Regions from separate parts of the Gossypium hirsutum genome. Here regions 2 and 3 are each linked to region 1. The links are chromatin contacts, called in public Hi-C maps. All regions are on one chromosome and are shown on one strand. Each heading gives the region's core, a stretch centred on a gene start, on an enhancer-like site or on the middle of the called end of the contact. The rest is flanking DNA. Distances are from core to core; before and after follow the strand shown.

Region 1 (3,042 bases), core at 331-2,830:
TTGAATGGAGGAAGAGGAAATGGTGAGGATGGTGCAACGCACATCTTTTCTTGTGTTATTCTTGAAGTTGTAAGATATTCCGGTACCATCTTCATCTACTATAAACATTGAATCTCCTTCTTCCTCGGAGTGAGTCACACACAAGAGCTTAAATACCATACGTTTCATCTTTAGAATACGGTACGGATCAGCTTCAAGATTTAAACTGTACTTCAAGTGCCAATGGGAATGATCCTCCGCCATCTCAAATACACTGTACTCTAAAAGACTAGGCACAAGGGCAACTACAAGATTCAAATAGCCTCCACACTCTCCGAACCAGCGATACCCTTGGCGATGAACCTCAGATGTCAATGGTTTCAAACATTCATTTTCAACATCAAAATATTGTGATTCAAAGACCTCACTCTCCCAATAAATCGTACCCTTAAGAAAACCCCTTGATAAAATTTCATACCCTCTTCCCAACTGAAATTGATTTTTCGGTAACTCCAATGACAGTTTTGTGATGAATATATGTCAATAAAATATTCAGCTTTCCTCTCCATCTTCATCCCCATCTCCATCTCCATCCCCATCTCCTCCAATATTAAATAACGTCTCTGTTGCCAAACTGAAATAATTTTGTAATAAGATGATTTAAGAGGGTCAAAAGCAAGATTAACCCCACACAGCTCATACTGTTTAAATATAGGGAATGGAAGAGGGAGCATCTTAAATTTCCTGGTAGCAGGGTTACAGATAAAAACCTTACACAAACAAACATAAGGATTTTTACTGAAGGAATCGCAAAGAAGCAAGCCTTGACACGATTGCAATATCTAGTTGAGGAGATCTATAAAATCTCAGCAGGGGACTTGGATGCAGTCACGAGTTAAAGGAAGGAATCCCAATGACATCGAGGAATACAGCACGAGGGTTGAGAGAAGCTTTGGCATGCCAGGAGCGAATGTGGGCGAGGCTAAACTTTTTGCTAGAAATAAGATACATCCATTGTTTCGACACCGCCTTGTATCTCAGAAGCGATTTTGTGGGCAATTTAAGAAAGATTTCAGTTAAAAGATCTTCATTGTATCTTATTCGCTGTCTAAAGTTGAAACCCATCGTCGTTATTTTCGTCTCGTATCTAAACTTGAAACCCTTTATTTATTTACAGGTGATCCCTGAGTGGAGGTGTAAACGACTTTTGACTACTCAAGAATTTTAATCTGAGTGGAAAACAACCTTCGAAGATGTACTTCAATTTTCTTTTTAGGGAGGATACGAAATTCTAATAAGACCACAACTCAAAACTCTTCAGCAAAATATCCTATTACACGTGGAGTTGAGTTGGTGAGATATATATATATTTTTTTAAATTTTGTTAGTTATTCACTTAATGTATTATTTAATAAAATTACTTAATAAAATTACTAGTATAATTTTATTTTATTATATTATATTTTATAATTTTTTTAAAAGGGACTGATTTATTATTTCACACAAGGTCTAAAAATATCAAGAATGGACCTAAGCAGAAGGAAGTCTAAAAATATCAAGAATGGACCTAAGCAGAAGGAAGTCATAATGTGACAGAAGTTGACATTTGAACTTCCTACTCCTACTTTAGTTTTGGGTCTTCCCATCGAACAGCATATATGTTGCAGGTTCAGTTTATTGTATTCATCCTTTTTGTATTTCTTCTTATATTATGGTTTTAGATACTTCCCAAATGCTTGCGAACTGGACTAGTATGCAAGTTAGATGCTTCTCATCTTAACAGGGGCAAGGATAGCCAAGGTGAGGAGGTTATTAAACCATATACGCCTACTACATTGGATTCTGATGTTGGTCATTTTGAATTAGTTATTAAGGTACTTTCCTAAAATTTCTTGCTGGTTAGAGTGAACTTTAGTGTGATATTTATATATACGAGTGTTCCCATCTTCTAACTGTATGATGGAAATTTTCTTGTAAGTAGATGTATCCTCAAGGAAGGATGTTACACCATTTCAGAGAGTTGTGTGTTGGTGATTATCTTGCTGTGAAGGGTCCCAAGGTATACAGTTTCTTAAATATGAATTCATAGAGTGCTCTTGTCTATAGTGTACTCCATTACATTTCCTGCATGTTTCTTTGTTAACATTGCTTTTGATGTTAGCAACAACTTTTTTTTCAGGCGAGCTACTTATCTTGCTTTTATTGCAACCTGAAATATTAGATTATCTCCATAAATTGCAACCTTACCATTGCAATGCATTTCCTATAGAATACAAACACATCATGTTTGTTTAAACGCTTTCCTTGTATTATCGAAGGCTTGCTGCCTAGGGCTTTTTTTTGCCTTGTCTGAATCTTGTTCAACTTGAGAATTCACCTTTGATTATAATTTTCTTAATGTTGTTCCATGAATTGTTTCTTCCAGGGGCGGTTCAGGTATCAACCTGGTCAAGTTAGAGCATTTGGGATGATTGCTGGAGGCTCTGGCATTACTCCAATGTTCCAAGTATGTCAATCATTTGTCAACTAGTTCTTCTTTTAATGTATTTGGTCCTATTAGAGACATGTTGCCTTTTCACATGTTTTTATTTTTAGCCTATTGCAAAATTTTAAATATTTGTATAACATGTCTCCGATATTTGTTTTCTGGTTTTGGTTTGTGATTAGGTAGCCAGAGCCATATTGGAGAACCCAAAAGACATGACAAACGTACACCTTATTTATGCCAATGTTACATATGAGGACATTCTTTTGAAGGTATTTTACTTTCTACTTTGTTTATTATCTTTCAACGACTCAATTGGTCCAAAGTAACAAACCCCGGACAGGCTTCTTCTGTCTTCCATTGTGGAGAACAGAATAGCCTGTCTCTACGAGCAATGCTGAGCTATATTGGGCCCTGAATGGAATTGTGTACTAGGCCTGACCCTTTTGTATGGTGCAGCAGGGTCGGAGCATATGATTGGCCCAAACCCTTGTTTATGTCCTTTTTTTTTTTTTTTTTGATGTTGCCAAGGTTTGACCCCTGGTCTCTGGAACTAAGAGTCCAACACTCTACCAACA
Region 2 (3,042 bases), core at 399-2,898, 710 kb before region 1:
AAGAGTACGAATCCAAGGAATGTTACCAATTGCTCGATCTACTCGTTCAAGTATCCCTCCTCTTTGCCATGTGAAGGAAGGTCCTCGGAATCCTAAATCTTGTAAATCATTGTTTTCAATAAATTCTCCGAATAAGGGGCACCTTTTCCCAACAGAAGTCCCTTTTTTTTTCATTTTTGGATAGAATAGAGTTAAAGTCCCCAATCGCCAACCAGGGAGTATTGGTTGTAGGGATAGTCTCTTTTAAGGTGTCCCATAGAAAGCTCCTCTTTGTTTTATTAGGACTTCCTTAAACAAAAGCAATGAGGATTATTTGGGTAGGGGAGCCATAAGATATTTGTGTATGTATGAATTGGGGGTGATTTTAGAGAATTTCAAGTTTGACAGAGGATTTCCATCCAATACAAATTCCCCTTGAAAAACCTCTAGCTTCCACTCTATGTGAATACTGTAATCCTAATTTTACAATTACTTCGTCAGCTTTGCGGCCACTTACTCTCGGTTCTAATAAGCTAATAATGTCCGACTTGTGTTCCCTATTATACTCTTTAAAAGTACGAGAAAATTTCTCATTCGCACACCCTTGACAATTCTAGGAAAAAATCAAGATTCTAGAGTTCATTAAAATTAAATAAATGCGTATATCGGGTTACTTAATTACTGCCTATTCTCTGCATTGTCTCCTATTTTTCCTAATGTTCCACTAGGAATTTCATTTACCAGCCCTTGCTGGACTTGGGTTTGCAACAATTCAACCATATTACTGATAGATTCAGGGATTGAAATTTTTGAAGGGGAGACTTTAAAGGGGTTACCTTTTTTTTTGTTGACTTTGAGGTTTCTTCCTTTGTGGGGATTCCCTGTTTTTGCATTGTCGCGTACTGTTGATTCCACTGCTTAATTGGCTCCTGTTTTGGTTTTGATGTTCTGGGTATTTCCTTTGGTTGTGGGTTGATTATTTTCTTGGAAGAGAACTATTGAATGCTTATCAGCGTCTAGAATACTTGCTGTTGGTAGCTTCATAATTTCTTGAAAAGTTTGCGAATTTAACTGGGCAGAGCTTTCTTCGATAGCCCCCCAACATCCTTTTCAGGAGTTAAAATGCTAAAGTTATTTTGGAGGTCTGTAGAAGCAAGATTGAAAGATGTATTAATGTTGGGTGGTAGTTCCTGTCTTGATTTTTCCAGCAAGTTTAAGCTACGTAAGAAATTCACTTCTTTGCTATTAACTTCTTTGCTGGTTAGGTCTATTTGCTCCTTGTTTAAAGCCCTAGTTGCATCTTCTATTAGGCCTGGTCTGGTATTATTGATCTGTCTTTCATGAGACCCAGTAGCAGATTCTTTGGAGTGCCAAGTAGATTTATTACCAGTGCTGGCTTGGCCTTTTTAATCCCATCATGCTCTGTCAGTATTATGGAAGTTTGGTGGTGGCCAAGGCTTTGTGGTGGGCTGCTTATGTTTGCTGCTTTGACATAAATCAAAGGCCTTTGTGCTAAAATAGTTTTGTCTATTCGCACTTCTGTTTTGTTGCTGGGCCAAGAAGGGTCTGCAGTTTGTATTCCTGATTTTCGCCCATCATTAGGGTGTGTAAAGTGGTCAGATTGAAATGAGCCAACATCTTTTTCTGAGCCCGGCTTTAGAGGGTCAGTATTACCTTGTTCATAGTCCATTCTGGTTTCCTCGCCGCGAGCTTTAGGGAGCCCACTATCATCTATATTTTCCAGAACCTGGAATCTAGAGTTTCTTGCTGTTTTGGTTGCGCCGTCGCCCTCATGTTTCCATCCTGTTCTTCTAGTTTTCTTTGCCTTCCTTTCAACAAGCATCCATGGACCATATAATTCTCTATTTGAGTTTTCTGCTTTGTTTTCCTCCAATGGATGTCTTTGTCTCGTCTGATCTTCTGGGATATCCTCACCTATTCCTTCCAATCCCATCTCTTCTTTAGGGCAAATTTCTTTTGTGTAACCATAGTGCCCACACTGGAAGCAAACCATCGGAAGGTGCTCGTATTCTAATCGTTGTGTAACTCCATTAATAAGTGCCTGTGAAATCAAGGCCTTTCCTAGGTTAACAAATACTGCCATTCTCGCAAATCTCCCTCTTACTCCATTATCGGTGTTAAAATCTAATTTTTCTACTTTTCCTATTGTTTCTCCGATTTCCCGCAAGATTTTTCGCTTGTACATGTGCCCAGGTAACCCAGGAAGACGAATCCAGGCCATAACTATATTAGGGTACGGTTGAGCAGGATTAAATTCCATAGTCCACGGTTGTACTGTTAAGTACTGTCCAAAGACTACTAAGGCCCTTGGCTTAGAACTCTCTCATAGTCGTCTGGATTTTTGAATTTTGCCAGAAAATAACCATTCTCTACATCCATTAGGCGGAATGGCTGAGAGGGTTTCCAAAGTGAATAGACCTTATTCTGCAAAGCAGTATATCCTATATTCCTCCCCAACAATTTGATTACAACTGTAAGTTCCATGTGCTTAATGAGGATTTGATTGATTCGATCAGAAAATTTTATTGAGGGAATGCCATTGATTGTCGATCGCTCCACATCGTCCTTTGATAACTTTAAGTCATCCTCCTATTCTGGTCCTTCCGCGTTCGATGGGTCCCCAATCGGATGGAGCCCTTAGCCCATCAATCGATCTTTCCATGAAAGAGTTTTCCCATTTTCTATTGTTGCTTCCATATCGACTTCCCAATTTTCATCGATATCTCGCATTCGAACTTTCTTTGTTGATCGATTCGCTGGTTCGCCTTCATCGCTTCCTTGGTTCTCCGATAAGTCCATTCTGAAAAGTTGCTTATTATTTTTACAATTATAAGTTCATTTTAATATACCATAACAATTATTTTTTCTATCAAAAGCTATAAATGGTAAAATGACATTTTAATTTTTTGAACATATAAAATTTTCATCTTTTTAAAATATTTTATTATATTAAAAATTTAAATACATAAAATTATTAAAATATATTTAATATAAAAGATAAGTATAATTCAATAAATTTTAAAATAATAAAAATCAATCACA
Region 3 (3,042 bases), core at 385-2,884, 540 kb before region 1:
TCTAAACTTTTCTCGTTTAGAGATGTGGTGATGAATTCAAATCAGTTGAATAACTCTCTAAATAACAAGTAAGAAGATGAATATATTGATTTAATGGATGGTGATATACGAAAGGAGATTATTGATGGAGTTCCCTCAATTGATTTTTCTGATAGAATGTATTCAATAATTAAGGAGAGCATGTTAAAAACTGTGGTCAACAAACTTTTAGGGAGGAAGATAGGATACAATGCCTTATGGAACAAAGTCTGTTCGTTGTGGAAACCATCTATACGACTCCAGCTTATGGATATTGAAAATGTCAATTTTCTAGCTAAGTTTGAATCTTTTGTGGATTATAGTAACATTCTTTTGAATGGTCCATGGGTGATTTACGGTTAGTATCTGACGGTTCAACCTTAAACGAAGCAATTTTCTGCATTATAATTGTTCCCCATTAGTGTTGTTGCATGGGTCCGTACACTGGGTTTATCAGGATCATTGTATAAGAGAAGTACTCTCCAGGCTATTGGTGAAATGGTGGGGAATGTAATCAAAATTGATTTAACGACGGATAAAAGAGTAAGGGGTCAGTTTGCCCGATTTGCAGTTCAAATTGACTTAAAGAAGCCGCTTGTTTCTAGAATAAGAATTGCTAGTAGGATCCACATAGTAGAGTATAGATCTCTTCCAACAATTTGTTTTGGCTGTGGCACTTTTGGACACTTGAAAGGAGGCTGTCCTTAATCAAAGATAGTGGAGGATATGGAGAAAGGATCGGGTGAAGCTAAGGATCCTGTTAGATTGGATCAACATGTACATCAATTCAAGAACGGGTTGAGAATGAAAGGTTCGGTGAGTGGATGATTGTGGATCGTCAGAATCGTAGACAAAATCGAAGGAACGATGATGGATAAGAGAGTGGAAATGGAAACAATCTTTTCGGATCTTGATTTAATATTCTTTCCAAAATAGGTGTCTCACAGGATGAAACAACTAGAATGGTGCAAGTATTTTTAATTTCAGGAAACATAAGGAACAAAGAGTTAATTTACTTGCTAAATTTTCAGGTGAGGGTCAAGAAAAGCTCACTGAATCTATTATAAAGATTATGAATGGGAGAAAATTTGATGGGAGTAATAAAGGGAAGAATATTAAAGCTAAAAGTCATAAAAAGTGGGTTATGGGTGTTAAAGGGTAGGCTAATAAACAGGCTGTGGGAGGGCATAGAATGGGGAATCAGGGGATGGAATTAAGAAGTCTGGGATGAGTTCTGAAACTCTCAAGATTGGGCCAAAAGTGGGGTCTAGGCTACCTAAATTTGGTACCAATGGTAACCAAGGAATATTGGATCGAAAATTTCACACAGTTCATATTTTCAAAGAAAACTATAACCCAAATGATCTAATTGGTTCTTCTCCTCTTATGGGAAATGAACTAGGAATAAAAAAAAATGTTATTCCTCATTCTGCACTCCCTCCTTTTTTGAAGGAAAATAGGAGTAATAATACTCTGAACTTTGGGTTTAGAGGGGATGAGGAAACTCTTGATGGCTTGGCTGGCATGGTTCTTATTTGATAGGTTATCCAAGGTACGGTGGATCGTTTGGAGGTGGAGGATAGAGATGCAGACACGCGAGAGGGGAACACAGAACTGGTAGTGTTGGACTAGGCTGATAGTGGACAGATTCTGGGTCGACCACCGCGAGTGGACCATGGGGGTGAAAGTGACGCGACACTCATGAACGATTCATTAGATGAATGATGGTGTCCTCAAAGGTTTGGTCTTTTTTTTAATTCTGATTTTTATAATGTCAAAAAATTTTGTATGGAACTGCCAAGGTGTTGGGTATCCTAATTTTGGCAGAATTATGAAGGAGTATTTACGCGAAGTAGATCCTTGTATTGTGGTTTTGATGGAAACCCGAAATAGTAGTTTAAAAGCAGATACAATGATTAAAATTATTGATCTGCCTTATTCTCATCGGGTGGAAGCTGTGGGATATTCGGGTGGTATTTGGGTTCTGCGGAAAGATAATATTCATGTTGAAGTTATGGTTAATCATATGCAATTTACTCGCACGAAAATTAAATTTGATGATGTTATAGATTAGGTGCTCTTTATAGGTGTTTATGGGAGTCCTAATAAAAATTTGAGGAAAGATTTATGGTATGGCCTAAGCTGTATTGCTAAGAATATTAGTCTTCCTTGGTTGATTGCTGGGGATTTTAATGCTTTGCTTAATGAGGATTAGAAAAAAGGTGGCTTGAAAAGGGTTGTTGCTAGTTGTCCGGCTTTCCAACAGGTATGCTCAGTTTGTGAGTTGAAGGATATTGGATTTAGAGGTCCCAAATTCACTTGGAATAGACGGAATATATTTGAGCATCTTGATAGAGCCTTATGCAATTCTCGCTGGGAGCTAATGTTTCCGTATATTTTTGTTTTTCATATGCTGATAATTGGAAACACGAAAATTTACGCATTTTTACATACCTTTTTTTAGCTTAAAATTATACCGTTTCAATTAAATTCTTGTCGAAAAATAATTAATTTTCATAAAATAATTAAATTATACTTAAAATATTAACATGATGAATTTTAGTTAATTTTATAATTAATTTTGAGTAATTTTGCTTATTTTCGACAAAATTACGTAAATGGCGAAAAATGGCTCGACAGACACTGCTTGAAGCACAAAATTTAAAAGCAATTAGAAGTATCAAGGCAAATTAATTTCCAGCCTAAGACAGTCCAATTATGTGTATTAATTCATAATATAATTAATTTTAATTTATACCCAATTTAATTTAGGCTAAATAAATTAATATTAATTAATTATGGAAAAAGTGGTCCAGTTGAACCGAACCGATTAAAGTGAACAGGCCATAGATTGGGCAGCCCAAAACCAGCCATATGCTGACCCAAATCAGCTTATTAACTGAATAATTAAGCTTGCAAAGAAGCCCTTGAAGTCTTGTCAAAGTTGCATTCAAACCCCTCCATAGTTGGTGGATTTTTGGATTTGCCCCAAGCCATTTTTAACAAAGTTGAAAGCATCAACTT

Evidence for each region. A called contact is a pair of places that touch in the nucleus more often than the background predicts.
Region 2: a Hi-C map of leaf shows a contact between it and region 1, with 3 times the contacts expected there. The contact joins the enhancer-like site here to the promoter of LOC107956267 in region 1. A contact is called at or near these places in 3 of 34 Hi-C or Micro-C datasets (all in leaf).
Region 3: a Hi-C map of leaf shows a contact between it and region 1, with 2.4 times the contacts expected there. The contact joins the enhancer-like site here to the promoter of LOC107956267 in region 1. A contact is called at or near these places in 4 of 34 Hi-C or Micro-C datasets (anther and leaf).

Annotation. Positions count from the first base shown.
Region 1 is chrA11:91,051,643-91,054,684 of Gossypium_hirsutum_v2.1, reverse strand. LOC107956267 (NADH--cytochrome b5 reductase 1) reads left to right here and starts at 1,580. Exons shown (of 7, transcript XM_041082251.1): 1 at 1,580-1,646; 2 at 1,763-1,853; 3 at 1,961-2,038; 4 at 2,405-2,485; 5 at 2,647-2,736. The coding sequence starts at 1,961.
Region 2 is chrA11:91,762,552-91,765,593 of Gossypium_hirsutum_v2.1, reverse strand. No RefSeq gene overlaps it. Among protein-coding and RNA genes, the nearest start is that of LOC121209957, 37 kb to the left of the region's middle. Within about 2 kb of position 1,648, at least 9 of the 9 cell types and tissues checked have an H3K27ac peak or open chromatin away from gene starts, as enhancers often do. A contact at or near this core is called in leaf, where this site is marked.
Region 3 is chrA11:91,594,848-91,597,889 of Gossypium_hirsutum_v2.1, reverse strand. No RefSeq gene overlaps it. Among protein-coding and RNA genes, the nearest start is that of LOC121210300, 3.6 kb to the right of the region's middle. Within about 2 kb of position 1,634, at least 9 of the 9 cell types and tissues checked have an H3K27ac peak or open chromatin away from gene starts, as enhancers often do. A contact at or near this core is called in leaf, where this site is marked.